Regions from separate parts of the Mus musculus genome. Here region 2 is linked to region 1. A link is a contact called in public promoter capture Hi-C data. All regions are on one chromosome and are shown on one strand. Each heading gives the region's core, a stretch centred on a gene start, on an enhancer-like site or on the middle of the called end of the contact. The rest is flanking DNA. Distances are from core to core; before and after follow the strand shown. Region 1 holds the start of Arhgef19 (Rho guanine nucleotide exchange factor (GEF) 19). Region 2 has its middle 20 kb from the start of Fam131c.

Region 1 (4,142 bases), core at 943-3,442:
CATATGGCGGCTCACAACCATGTGATCTGACACTTTCTCTTGGCTTTCCTGGACGCTAGGCATGTATGTGGTCCATACACTTACAGACATGCAGGCAAAACTCACACATATAGAAAAATAAAAATGAATAAGTCAACACAAAGAAAAAAAGAAAGAGAATAATCATAATCAGTATGAAACCCAGACTCATCTGGCACCATCACTTGCCAACCTCCTTAGCCACTCACTGACTGGTGTGCTGGGAGACACCTGGCTGACCTCCCTTCCACATCCTTTCCCCTGAAAAATTTGGTATGTAGGTGAGGACGAGCTTGGGATATTGAGCTTTCTGCCTCTACCTTTTGAGTGCTGGGATCACAGCGAGCACCAGTTTACACAGTGTTGGGGCTTGAACTCAGAACCTCTCCTTTGCAGGCGAGCACTCTACCACCTGATCTTCAATCTCCAGGGTTGCTAAGCTAAGCCCGTTCCCTAATCTTCCTATACCATAGGCCTGCTAAACTTCATGCCCAGACCCCAGTGAACCCTCCCTCAGAGTGGGTTCTTTAGCTTCTAGTTGATGACTTTAAGCTCAAAGCGGGGTCCTCTACTCCACCTAAGGACCATTACACCGTGAGACGACACTGTCCAGAGTGAGTGGGAGCGATAGAGTTGTGTCAATGTAGAGCAGGAAGAGGGGATGTGGAGAAGAAAACGCCAACTGACTATTCCTCCCAAGAGGCACTGCCCTGGCCCCTCGCTGGAAACCAGAGGGTTTGGACCTTGGGTTGGGGCCAAGGCGGGAGCCCTAGAAAAAAAGCTTAGGAAATTGTGTTTCTTTCGCACCGGGTCGGGTGGAGCAGGCACTCCTGGAGGAGGGAAGCTCTCTCGGCCCCGTGAAAGTTCAAGGTAAAAGGGGGCGTGTCGAAGGCAAGACTATTGTAAAGGAGCCTGGCCAATCCTTGCTCCACTCTAGCGGGCGGGGCTTGAAAGGGAGGAGCCAGGACGTGGGGGCAATTAGGAGGCGTAATCAGCCAGATGTGGGTGGGGCCAGAGTCCAAAGTCTTACTGACCTAAAGCAGCGCCTCTTGATGGACCGCCAGGACCTCTCCTTGAACTTGTTAGGTACCACAGCGGGCACATTCCACTGGAGCCAGGCTGCCAAAGGCAGGAAGATCAGAAGGAACTGGGGAAAGGGGACCAGAAAATGATTAATCTTTCTGTTTAGTTTTGTCCAGGCAGAGTCTCCTATGTAGCTTAGGCTGGCCTCAAACTTACTACGCAGTCCAGGCTTGATTTGAGCTCGATTTATAGCCAAGGATGACTTTGAACCCGTGACCTTTTTGTTTCCACCTTCTGAGGGCTTGATAACAAGGATGCAGCTTGGCAATAATTTTTTTTTTGAAAAATATTTATTTGGATTTGGAGAGATGGTTCAATGGTTAAGAGAACCGCTCGTGCAGAGGACCCGGGTTAGGTTCCTAGCATCCACATGGTACCTTACAACTGTCTATAACTCCATCTAGGGCATCTGACGCCCTTTTTTGGTCCCTGTGGGTACTAGGTACATATGTGGTGAACACGCAGGCAAAACACTCATACACATAAAGAATAATAAAATAAAAATTTAAATACGATTTCCTTTACATTGTATGAATGCTTGCTTGCATGCACGACATGCATGCTTGGTACCCACAGATGTCAGATGAGGGCTTCGGATCCCGTGGCAAACTGGAGATAGAGAGAGTTGTGAATGTGGGTGTTGGGAACCTAACCCAGATCCTCACAAGAGCTGCCAGCTCTCTTAACTACGGAGCCGCCTCTCTGGCTCCTTGACAATGAATGGTCACATTGACCTTGTCCTAAATCTCCTTCTACAGCAGGTTGGCCAGTGTCAGACCCTGAACTCAACGATGCTTGCAAATCCCAGACAGACGCTCAGCCTACCTCCCAGGGGATGACGAAGCCAGATGCGCGGCCAGCATTTTTCCAGTAGTTGAGGGCGAGTTCCTTCGCCGGTAGTGAAATATCTTGGACTTGGGGGTCCCAAGAGCTTCTCGGATGTGGACTCCGAGCTCTGCTCTCCTGCCTCTCCCCTCCCTTAGAAGTTGGTCCTGCGGCTTCAACCCAGACGACGCCGAACAGCTGTGTACTAGACAGACTCAGCTTCCTGCGGTTCCAGCTAGGTCCCTCTACAGTAGTCAGAGCCTCGCTCCATCCAGGCTCAACGCTCCTCCTCTTCCACCCTCAGCACCTCCTCCCCTCTCAGGCTCGTCCCCCATCCCCCGCCTCCTGGCCCCTGTCAGACCCCGCCCTCTAGGCTCAGCAACCCTCCAAGGCAGGCCCCGCCCTACCCAGGCAACCGCACTCGGCCGTCGCAGGCAGGCCCTGCACCTCCCGGGCATGCTTCACCCCTCCCGGACTTAGCACACCGTCCACTCCCAGGCAGGTCTGGTCGCACCCAGGTTTAGCACGGTGTTCCTACAGTCACTCCCCACCCTCCTCCGTGCCTGGTGGGTCTTCCACCTGCAGGGTGTGTGTGTGTAGGGGTTCTGGATCAGAGCCAGGTGAAGCGCACAGACACCAGCGGGAGGCTGGCAAATCCACTGGGCTGGCTGTGATATTCTTACCGGTACCAGGGGCGTGGCCAACAGGGACCAATCCTACAACTGTCATCCCCCATTCAGGTACAAATTTATGCTCATACTAAAATAATCTTGACTTGATATTTGCTCGGGCTCCTTTTGGGGCCCCAGGGAGAAAACCTACTACGTTTCTGCTTAATCAGCATAACAATAAACCGACTCCTACTGACGCACTGCTTGCTGTCCCGTACATCAGCCCATCGCTCAGCCCTCCTCAGAGACGCTTCTAACAGTAGATGGGAAATTAACAGAGACCCACAGCTCTTTGAGAGACTTAGGGGCACTCAGCTCTAAATGGGAGACGTTTCTCATACCCTCAAGGCTCAGGGATCTATTCCAGAGAGTGGGCAGGGAGGCTGGAAGAGCCAGAAGTGGCAAATGGATCCAGAGGAAACTGAAGTTTCCCGACTCCCGACAAGAAGATGCACATATGAACTCACAGAGACTGTCAAATGCATAAGACCCGCACAAGCTCAAGCCAGACAAAAATCCCAGTGTGTGGAAGGTAAAGTGGACATAAACTCCCACCCCTCACCAAGAGGCTATTTGCAACTGATACTGGCAGGCAAGGGGACATCAGCCTTCTTCAATGGAGTGACATCAGGTGTATCAAACACACTCAAGAGCCTCGAGCTCAGAAAGAGTTGGCCATCACAAATCTGACTCCAAGGTCTTGTTCTTTTTGAAACAGGACAGCTCTGTGTAGTGCTAGCTTTCCTGGAACTCTGGCTCTGCCTCCCAAATGCTGAGGTTAAAAGCGTGTACCGCTGCCTGGCTTGCTTCTTTTGAAAGAGCGTCAAGTTTGGTGGGTAGGGAGGGGGAGAAGTGGAGAGGTTCTGGGAGGGGAAAGAATATAATCAAAGTATGTTGTTTACAATAGCCAGGGCTGTGGTAGACATGTGCTTATCAGTCATGTGGGATGCCTTATTCACTAAGAAGCACACACACAGAATTGAAAACACTTAAATAAATGAGCAATATTTTAAGGAAAAACAAAATAAGCTGGGCTTGCAGTAGGTATTGACAGCCATGTGGATGCTGGGAATCCAACCTGAGTCCTCTGGAAGAGCAGCCCATGGTCTTAATCTCTGAACCCTCTCTTCAGCCCTATTTCCCTATTCTTCCACTCTCTCCTTCTTCTTCTTCTTCCTCTTCTTCTTCTTCTTCTTCTTCTTCTTCTTCTTCTTCTTCTTCTTCTTCTTCTTCTCCTTCTCCTCCTCCTCCTCCTCCTCCTCCTCCTCCTCCTCCCTCTTTCTCCTTCTTCTTCTTCTTTCCTTCCTTTTTTTTTTTTTGGTTTTTCGAGACAGGGTTTCTCTGTATAGCCCTGGCTGTCCTGGAACTCACTTTGTAGACCAGGCTGGCCTCGAACTCAGAAATCTGCCTGCCTCTGCCTCCCAAGTGCTGAGATTAAAGGCGTGTGTCACCATGCCCAGCTTTTTTTTCTTTTCTTTTCTCTTCTTTTCTTTCATTTTTTTCTTTTCCTTTTCTCACTATGTGGCCCTGGCTGGCCTGGAACTC
Region 2 (4,042 bases), core at 1,237-3,736, 110 kb before region 1:
AGAACTCTGGAACCCTCAGATCCTGGTCTATGCAGCCCAGGCTGTGTGGGGAATCACTGGGGTCTCCGGTCTCTAGGCCATGACAAGGAGGAACAAGACATGTTCTCCCGAGCCGCCCTCTCCTTGCCTCTCTGTAATAAGGTCTATGATGGTACAGATCAGCATGGCTCCACACTTGACACCCAGTGTTTAACCACAGCAATTCAGGGCAATGCAATAGGCCCTCATCTATCTCAGGCACTAACATTGTACCCATTTCCCAGAGAGACAAACTGAGCACTGAGAATTAAGGCACTGGCCTGAGGTACTTGGGTCTTGGCATAAAACGAGTGTCCCTTCGACGTTTATGAAAGAATAAAGATGCAAGGCATATTAGGGTGCAAGCCTCCTCCGAGGGAGAACCTTGGGATCTGGACTCGGGTCCACCTTCCTTTGCAGCCACAGAGCAAGCCTGTCTACCTGGCTGGGACCTGCTCCTTGCTAGCAGTCAGTGCAAGGCTGCTGGCTCAGCTTCTGAACGGAAAACGGCAGGAGGGTCCCTCTGAGGTCCCTCCCGGGATGCTGGCCCCGGACACAGAAGCAATGCTGAAGATTGGCATGTCCAGCAAAGCCACGGTAGGACCGAAATGCACCGGGACTCTGCCCTGTCACGTCTGAACGCAAATTCATAAAAGAACACACTCTAAAGCACAGGAGAATCCAACATCCCCGATCCTGGCTGGACGGGTGACAGTGCCTTCAGCTTCACTTCGTGGCTCTTCCTTTTAGATTAAAAAAAAAAAAATCTCTAAGATCCCCAGTCAGAGTTGCCTCTGCTCTGTGATGACACATGACCCAGAGCAAAGCCCCACTTCCTCACACCCCCGAAGCAGCCCGCCCTCACAAGCCAAGGTCGTCTAAGTCCTGTCAAAGGGGGCTCAGATGCCCCGAGTTTTCCAGGTGTGCGTTCCCTGAGTTCCAAGCAACAGTGGAACCTGCAAGGCGCGGACCTGGTCCTTACGACCAAACAAGGCCTGTTCTGTTGGGTCCCATTTCGTTGATGTTTTTGGAGCTGGGAGCCAGGGAAGTGTCAACCTCCAGTGAAGCATGACGGGGCCTGGGAGGGACCTTAATCTCCATGGCTGCCAGGAGGCCCATTTCCAGGATCTGAGACAAGAGAGCCGTTCCTACAGCACCTGCCAGTCCCTGGCCACCAAAGACTAAACATGAGATGTGACACTCCTGCCAGTCCCCCACTCCACCCCCCGGGTTCCTATGGCAGACGTCTGCGAGCATTGAGAAGCTGAGGAAAGAACCGAACAGAAGGTTCAGAGTCTGGAGATCTGGCTCTGTTTTGCCTCTGCCTCTTTTGTCTTACAATCTGCACCTTAGTTTTTCCATCCGCACAATGGGCAGGATGCAGTTAAGTGAGATAAATGATTGCTAGCTGGCTCCCCATCTGGCTCTGCCTCTCGAGTCCTGGAGTAGACAGGTGGAAGTCTGGCCTCCCCTTCTTGACAATGCCCCTGAGAAGTTAGCCCAAGATGACTCTGGGCTGGACTGAAGAGCAGACGAAGGTTCAGGTGGGTCTCATAGGTCTTCACTCACCAGACTCCTGACTGGGGAAGCAGTATGGCGGAGATCTTTGCTGAGAGATCAGGGTTCAGGGCTATGTCCTTCCTCCGTGTCCCTCCTTGTTCCCAGCTCGGGGCCCATGTCCAAGGCAAACAGGACGGAGTGGAGGTGCCACAGGAAAGCCAGGCAGAGCCTCAGGGCTCGTCGTCTTTGTTGCAGGATGAGGACGCTCTGGCGGGGGAGGTGGAGGAAGAAACCTTTCTATAAGTTCTTTCAGCTCTAAATCCTGCAGGGGGATGTGGTGTCCTCCGCTGTGCCCTGGGCCAGAGGGAAGGAAGGAGTCTAGCTACGGGACCCAGGTGTGAGCCAAAGACTGTGACCTTTCCAGAAAGGAAGGCCCCAGTGTAGAGATCAAGGGAGCTAGATTTCCTTGGAGCCCAGGTCCTCCACCCACTCCGGTCTAGAAGAAGAAAGTGGGATTCCTAAAGCTTGACAGAGTACAGACCCTCTCCTGTGCCTTCCCCAACCCGAGCCACCTTCTCTCCGCCATTCATTGACAAATGCTGGTCCCTTTGCCTGGACCACCTCCTCCCTCCTCCAGCCCTGTTTTGCCTGATGCCTGTTCCTCATTCTTGCAACCTCAGCTTTAATTTGCTTCCTCCAGGAAGCTTTCCCTGTTAGGCTCCTGGTTGCTAGGTTTCTCAACCCTGACCATGATGGCTTATAGCTTCCGGTCTGTTATCTTCCTGGTATGTGTGTGGGGTCAGGGGCAGCCTGTGTCATTCACCACTGAATTCCCGTGCGGAGCCTGGTTTACACGTGGCACCAAGTGAGTGCCTGGCACTGAGCGAGACAGCAGACTGTAGAGCAGAGGGCTCCCCAGGGGCCTTCAGTTGGAATGGCTTGTCCTTGACATAGTCACGTGTAGGGCTTAGAGACTAAGGAGCCAGAAGTGGTTACATAGAGGCCACGTGGGGGCTGAGGTGTAAGCTGGGCAAAGGTAAGGACAGACTAGTGTGAGGTAATCGTTTCAAATGGGGCTTTCCAGTAACAGAACTGTCTCGGGGCCCCACATCTCTGCTGAGGAAAACCTAAATCCCAGTTTGTTTGTTTGTTTGTTTGTTTGTTTGTTTGTTTGTTTTTAATTTACTTATTTTATTTTACATAAGTGAAAATTTTGTCTCTAGGTATATATGTGTACCACATGCATGCCCTGTCCCCCCAGAGGCCAGAAGAAGGTATGAGACCCCCTAGAATTGAAGCTAATGGATGGTTATGAACCACCAAGTAGATGCTGGCAACTGAACCCAGGTCCTCGGAAAGAACAACACAAGCTCCAAACCTCCGAGCCAGCTCTCCAGTCGGCCCAAGACTCACGGTTTTAAAACACTGTTCATGCGTTGCCTGCATCGATATCTGTGTACCACGTGTGTCTGGTGTCCTCAGAGGCCAGAAGAGGGCATCAGGTCCCCTGGGCTTGGAGTTACAGATGGTTGGGAGCTCCTACGTGGGTGCCGGGACCTGAACTTTGAGTTCTCTCTCTGCAAGAGCAGCAAGTGCTTTGAACCTCCGAGCCAGCTCTCCAGCCCTGGTTAGCAAGCCCTTAAGAAAATTGTCTATGTGTGTGTGTGTCTCTGTGTGTTTGTGTGTGCATTTGTGTATGTGTGTTGTGTGTGTGTGTGTGTCTCTGTGTGAATTTGAATGTGTGTGTGTTTGTGTATGTGTGTTTGAGTGTGTGTCTGTGTGTGTGTTTGTATGTGTGTGTGTTAGTGTGTATGTGTCTGTGTGTGTTTGAGTGTGTGTGTGTGTTTGAGTGTGTGTGTGTGTGTGTGTGTGTGTGTGTGTGTGTTGGGGGGTAGGTTTCAACAGATTGTACTGAAGCAACTGGATATAATTCACACACACAACCGCGAAGTTCCTTCTCTACTGCACACCCGCATGGCATTCACCATTCACACACAAGGAGAACGGGGGCCCTCAGGGCTACAATTACTGCCCTATAACACAGGCAGGTGAGAACAGGGTGTCACTGCTCCGTCCCATACTCCCAGCACTTGGGAGGTGGAGGCAGGAGGGCTGGAAACACAAGATCACCAACATCATTCTCAACTACAGGAAAATTTAACTCCAAGCCGGGTTTGGTGGGACAGGTTGTTAATCCCATCACCCAGGAGGCAGAGGCAGGCAGATCTCTGTGAATTTGAGGCCAGCCTGGTCTACAGAGTGAGTCCAGGAAACCCAGAGCTGCTAAGAGAGAAACCCTGTTTTGAAAAGCTCAAAGGGGGGTCTGGTGAGATGGCTCAGTGGGTAAGAGCACCCGACTGCTCTTCTGAAGGTCCGAAGTTCAAATCCCAGCAACCACATGGTGGCTCACAACCATCTGTAATGAGATCTGATGCCCTCTTCTGGTGCATCTGAAGACAGCTACAGTGTACTTACATATAATAAATGAATAAATAAATAAATAAATAAATAAATAAATCTTTAA

Evidence for each region. Promoter capture Hi-C pulls out the DNA fragments that hold promoters and counts their contacts.
Region 2: a contact with region 1 is called in a promoter capture Hi-C map of liver. The contact joins the enhancer-like site here to the promoter of Arhgef19 in region 1. A contact is called at or near these places in 5 of 39 promoter capture datasets (the C10 cell line, the HPC-7 cell line, embryonic stem cells and 2 more), 2 of 484 Hi-C or Micro-C datasets (bone marrow-derived macrophages and liver), 4 of 115 datasets of contacts at active chromatin or transcription factors (bone marrow-derived macrophages, embryonic stem cells and pancreatic cancer cells) and 3 of 9 other capture datasets (adipose tissue, liver and pancreatic islet).

Annotation. Positions count from the first base shown.
Region 1 is chr4:141,237,655-141,241,796 of GRCm38.p6, reverse strand. It overlaps Arhgef19 (Rho guanine nucleotide exchange factor (GEF) 19), which reads right to left and starts at 2,192. Exons shown (of 18, transcript NM_001379647.1): 1 at 1,927-2,192; 2 at 1,053-1,165. It overlaps C630004L07Rik (RIKEN cDNA C630004L07 gene), which reads left to right. Exons shown (of 2, transcript NR_165245.1): 2 at 1,860-3,622.
Region 2 is chr4:141,345,910-141,349,951 of GRCm38.p6, reverse strand. No RefSeq gene overlaps it. Among named protein-coding and RNA genes, the nearest start is that of Fam131c, 20 kb to the left of the region's middle. Within about 2 kb of position 2,486, at least 24 of the 459 cell types and tissues checked have an H3K27ac peak or open chromatin away from gene starts, as enhancers often do. A contact at or near this core is called in liver and pancreatic cancer cells, where this site is marked.